Linked DNA regions of Macaca mulatta: region 2 is linked to region 1. Evidence: chromatin contacts called from public Hi-C data. All regions are on one chromosome and are shown on one strand. The core of a region is the stretch at or near the end of the contact, and the rest is flanking DNA. Distances in the headings are between cores, read along the strand shown.

Region 1 (2,845 bases), core at 215-2,714:
TTTGTGTTGAATTATCTTATTCATTTAATTGTGAGAGTTCTTTATATATTCTGGATAGTTCTTTGTCAGATAGATGTATTACAAATATTTTCCAGTGTATAGCTTTTTCTTCACTTTCTTAATGGTGCTTTTTTTGAGAAGATTTAAATTCTGATGAGAATTTAAATTTAAAATTTTGAAGTCAAATTTATCAATTTTATCTGTTATAATCGGTGTCTGTGTGTCCAGTTTGAGAAAACTGCCTATAGCATGATGCTATTTTACTTCCTATGTGTACACAATTTTATACATAGTATGTGCAGTCATAGTTGTGTGCACATTGAATTTGTACAACTACCTATGTGCACAACTTCAGACTTAAAAATTATTTGTTTGTTTATTTAAGATGAGACAGGGTCTTGCTCCACTGATCAGGCTGGAGTGCAATGGCAGGATCTCAGCTCACTGCAGCCTCTGCCTCACAGGCTCATGTGATTCTCCTGCCCCAGCCTCTGGAGTAGCTGTGACTACAGGAGCCCACCACCATGCCCGGCTAATTTTTGTATTTTTTGCCAAGATGGGGTTTTGCCATGTTGGCCAGGCTGGTCTCAAACTCCTGAGCTCAGGTGATCCTCCCGCAGCTTCCCAAAGTGCTGGGATTACAGTCATGAGCCACCTTGCTCAGCCAAAAAAGTTATTTTTTAAACGTAAAAAAAGAAACAAAGTAGAGTTCTAATCTGTCACCAGTTACTTCCAGTTACCATCCCAGGTGGAAAGCAACAGCTGTGAAATAAAAAGCAAAAATAAGTGCTTTGAAGGAGTCCAGAAGCACTGTAGCTTCCTAGTGTTTACTATTATTTACTTGTTTTCATGTGATAATTAGATGACAAAACCCTTAAATCAAAACAACTTTGTCAGTACACAAAATTTGGGGAGTTAGTAATTGGGAAGGGATAGAAACGGTGGTGGTAGCTACCAGCAGGAGCAGATAAAGAGGGAAATTAAGGTGAAAATTGGAGGAGCCCTGAGAACTCAATAAATAGGTGGTTGGGAAAGGCGCTGAAGGAAATAAATACATGAGACCTAAACAACAAAAATTAACTCTTGCCACAACCTCCACCCCTGAAATCCTATTAGTCTCAAAAGTTAAAAAGCTGTAATGCAACAGGTCTGTTCATTACATAGGGCCAGGGCGGTGGCTCATGCCTGTAATCCCAGGACTTTGGGAGACTGAGGCAGGAGGATCACTTGAGCCCAGGAGTTCGAAACCAGCCTGGGCAACATACTGAGACCCCCCCACCCCCACCCCGTTTCTACAAGAAAAAATTTTTTAAAGCTGAGGTTGGTGCACACCTGTAGTCCCAGCTACTTGGGGGACTTAGGTGGGACGATTGCTTGAGCCCAGAAGGTTGAGGCTGCCGTGAGCTATGATCACACCAATACACTCTGCAATAGCGCCCCGTCTCAAAAAAAAAAAGACTAGCAAAAAAAGAATGAACATAGATTTGTTCCCCAAATTTTGTGGTATTAAAACTAGGGTTTACTCCCCAAGCTTACATCATAGGTTTAGCATTAAAACAGCTAAGCAGCAAAGCAGATGTTGTAAGCAATTGAAATTCATTAACATAGGAAAGAGTGGGAAATATGTAAAGATCCAAAAATAATATATATTTAATTACGATTTTTTGAATACTTAATAAAGTATGCGATTCCTAAGTGCCATGCCATAGGGATTTCACAAAACTATGAACTGTGATTAGCAGGAATTTCTCATGAAGTTTGTACTCTATGTGGGAGGATTGGATATATTTATGAATATATTTATGAACAGTAAAGTACAGGGTATGTAACGGGGCCAAACGCGAGTCCAGTTGGAATCCTAAGGAACCATGAAGTGCTCCCTCCTCCAACACTTTCCTAGCCTCCTTACACAGCTCTAGCCTCCCTACGTCGGATATCTACCCCCAGGGGGCCGTTACTATTGTCAGCGAACGCGCGGAGCTGCACGAGCACACAAGGCAGAGGGGACACCAAGGTCCGTTATTCCCCAGCACGTTCACTGCCCCAGCGACGGGGAAGCCTGAGGCACGCAGACGAACCCGAGGCACAGCACACAGCAGGTGAGGGGCGTGGTACTCCTGTACCCGCAGTCGGCAGACCATAGAGCTTTTAGACCTCCAGGACTCCTAGAGAGCTTCCGGAAGTGCCTTTGGGGCAAGATGCGTGCTGGACGGTGTTGTGCCTCCGCAGATTTGGAAGTTAGTGGCCGGAGGGCCCTGGTTGGAGTACAGTTTTCATCTCCTTTACTTCCCGACCTTTCTCCGGGTGTGTTTATCCGTTGCAGCGTACCTTCCCCCCGCCGGGGCGCCTCTGCAACTCACAGTGAGTACGGTCGGGCTCTGGGTCGGAGAAAAGTGGGTGCTTTGTGGCTGGTCCAGGCCGCAGCTGAGGACTGGCGTGAGGGGTCCGCAGAGGGGCCTGTGCGGTGGTCGTCGCCGCGGACCGATTCCGACGCCTTAGTTGCTGGTACAGGCAGAGTACGTCCCCACGCATTGCCCTCGAACTTTTTGCGAGGGAACCTTTTATGAAGCTTTCTTCATAGATAATCGTTTTGTGGTATGATTTTGTAGTCGATCGTGTTTATCTTAAAATGGGGAACTGACCCCCCCCATGTTATTTTTTATCCAATTATTTCCAGAGTCTGAATTGTTTTCAGATAGCGCTATTTTGCGTTTCGGTCACAACAAAATTCTCAGTTTTTAAAAAAAGACATATTTTGCTTTTGGAAGCCCCAGTTTTCCATGCATACCCATTTTTGCTGTTACTCTGCTTTCTTTAGTGTTTTCAGAAACTGGTGGTGTGTTGA
Region 2 (2,902 bases), core at 218-2,717, 79 kb before region 1:
ATGGAGGCCTTGAACATTGAAAAAGCATCAATGAAAAAAGTTGTCTACAAAACCAAATGGCCCTAGAGATGCTGACATCTGTGCAAGGGGGAACCTGCGCCCTTTTCAAAAGTGAACATTGTGTGCATATTCCAGACAAAGAAGCTGAAGTTAATCAATCCATCCTTCACTTATAAAAGCAATTACAGCTTACTGACCACATAGAGTATGCCAAGTGGTCTACACAAAGTCATGTTTTCCAGGATGGGGTCCTTGGTGGAAAGCTCTGCTAGCAAGCGTTTTGGAAAATGTGATTTTAGATCTTGTCATGTGCACTTGTATTTACTGTTAGCGTAGGTTTTGTTTGCTGTGTTTCATAAAGCCAGGGGAAAGAAATTGCCGACGATCCCACCCTTTCTGACCAGCTCAGGGAACATATAGGAAGAGATGGGCATGTGAAATTGTAAGAGCCAATCAGGAAAATGGATTGCAGGATCTCTGACTGGAAATCATAGAGCCTTGACTATTCTGTGACTGAAAATCAGAGTGCCTTGACCTCTCTTTGACCTAGCCAGCTGCAGCTTTTTCCCAGCATGCTTGAACCCAAACTTGGGTCTTGAACATTCTCAGGCACTGATAAAGGTATCTAAGTTGTCGCCAAAAACACTGAAAGAAACTAGCTCTGGCCCTGAGCCAAATTCTTTAAACCCTCATATAAACTCCATACCCTGACCCCCTCACTGCAGACATATCTAGGTAGAACACCCCTTTTCTCTCCTATCCATGGGGAGGATTTCTGCAACACGATGTAAGTTCCCTCAATAAATGCTTTAGACTGATCACCTTGGCACATAGTGCTTCTTTCTTTGGAATTCCAACCAGCCCCAACTAGGACAGTTTTGGGCACTCCCTTGTGTGAACTCCCCTGCCACCACTTTCGAGGGACAAAACAGTACATATCTAATGGAATCATCTTGTTAAAAAGCAAGGGAACAACAAATACAAAATTTGTGATAGTGTTTCCTCAGATGAGAGGTAGTACAGAGAGGGACTAGAAAAAGAGTAGTATTAAATCTAAGTTGTTGTCAATCTATAGTTCTTATAGATCAGGTAATGGATTAAAAAATGTTCACACTTTAAGGCCACGCATGGACCAATGACAGCCAGTGGTTATAATTAATACCATTTTGAATATCTGAGTTCCACTGGAGTAAGGCGATGAATCAAACAAGGCCTTAGAAGAAAAGTTGCATGGGAATGCAGGAAGGTTTTGCAGAGGAGGTGAAGTTTCAGTTGCATCCCTGTTGCGTGGGCTTCAATTTCACCGTCTGAGATTTAAATAGAGGCAGGAGTCACTCAGGCTAGAGTGCAGTGGTGCAATCACAGCTCACTATTGCAGCCACCACTTCCTGGGCTCAGGCGATCCTCCCGCCTCAGCTTCGTGAGTAGCTGGGAGTACAGGTGCACTCCACAACCCTCGATTATTTTTTTTTTTAAATTTTTGTAGAGACAAGGTCCCAGCTATGTTGCCCAGGCTGGTCTCGAACTCCTGAATTCAATTAATCCTCCCGTGTTTGCCTCGCAAAGTGGGGAATTAGAAAAGTGAGCCAACACGCCCGGCCCACTAGTGTTAAAAAATAAAAACAAAAGCAAGAATCTGACAGATAGAGCCAGGGTCTCTTCAAGGGTCTCTTCATAGCCCTTCTCAGGCTTGTACGCCTCATAAGAAAACTATCACATATGACTGCAAAACCCACCTTACACCAAAAATACTTCTGCAAGGACATCTGCCCAGCAACTGTTTGTCTAACCTCAGACTGGTGTCATCCTTGTTACCAATCTTTGTAGTCAAGGATAATGATTTTAAACAATCACATAAACCTCCTCATTCTTCCTTTAAAAACCTTTGTCTTCCCTTACCTCCCTGAATAGAAACATAGTTTACTCTGGCAAGTCTATTCTTTAATGCAATTTCCTATTCCCGAATAAATTTTTTTTTTTTTTTTTTTTTTTTTTTTTTTTTTTTTGGTGGAGTCTTGCTCTGACGCCTAGGCTGGAGTGCAGTGGCATGATCTTGGCTCACTGCAACCTTCACTTCCTGGGTTCAAGCGATACTCCTATCTCAGCCTCCCAAGTAGCTGGGACTACAGGCACTCGCCACCACACCCAGCTAATTTTTATATTTTTAGTAGAGACAGGGTTTCACCATGTTGGCCAGGCTGGCCTTGAACTCCTTGTTAAATACAGTGCGTTCTAAATTTCTCTTCAAAGAACCAGTATGTCAGTACCTTCAGTTCTTTGTTCTCCATTTTAAAGTTTAACTTCCTCATTTTCCTCATCTCCTTGCTTCTAGTTTCAGTAAACGACCTTTTCCGCCAGTTCTAATCAGTAGTTCACATCTGTTTCCCTGGTGACCTGCTCCGTCCTGAGTCACCCCTAGTCACCTGCTCTGTCGTGAGTCACCCCGGTGACCTGCTCTGACCTGAGTCACCTTTAGTCACCTGTTCCGTAACCGTCCTTCGCGCCGAAACTACTCACCTCACCACCCCGGCTCTTACCCCTGCTCTCTTTAAAATAGCCAATCGGAATTAACTTAGACTGTGCGGCCCAACCCTAGCCAGCACGGGAACGACACAGCACTAGGGACTACCTGCGTCAGGGATAAGAACTCCTTCCCTTCCTTTGATCAGGTGTGCTCTAGCCATTGCTCTATCCGTGAGACGCACCCTTCTATAGAAGTAAATTGCTTTGCTGAGAAAATTTGTGCTCGAGTGTAAATATTTTTTTTTTCCTTCTTCTTCTTTTTCTGAGTCTCACTCTGTCACCCAAGCTGGAGTGCAGCGGCGCGGTCTCGGCTCACTGCAAGCTCCGCCTCCCGGGTTCAAGCGAGTCTCCTGCCTCAGCCTCCCAAGCAGCTGTGACT

What was found. A called contact is a pair of places that touch in the nucleus more often than the background predicts.
Region 2: a Hi-C map of liver shows a contact between it and region 1, with 1.7 times the contacts expected there. The contact joins the promoter of ZNF165 here to the promoter of LOC702796 in region 1. A contact is called at or near these places in 2 of 14 Hi-C or Micro-C datasets (fetal cortex germinal zone and liver).

Annotation. Positions count from the first base shown.
Region 1 is chr4:155,233,613-155,236,457 of T2T-MMU8v2.0, reverse strand. LOC702796 reads right to left here and starts at 1,464. Exons shown (of 2, transcript XM_078000794.1): 1 at 1-1,464. It overlaps ZKSCAN8 (zinc finger with KRAB and SCAN domains 8), which reads left to right and starts at 2,215. Exons shown (of 6, transcript XM_015135783.3): 1 at 2,215-2,361.
Region 2 is chr4:155,312,193-155,315,094 of T2T-MMU8v2.0, reverse strand. ZNF165 (zinc finger protein 165) reads left to right here and starts at 1,467. Exons shown (of 4, transcript XM_015135770.3): 1 at 1,467-2,902. LOC106997866 (a long non-coding RNA gene) reads right to left here. Exons shown (of 4, transcript XR_001444146.3): 1 at 2,630-2,902; 2 at 1-8.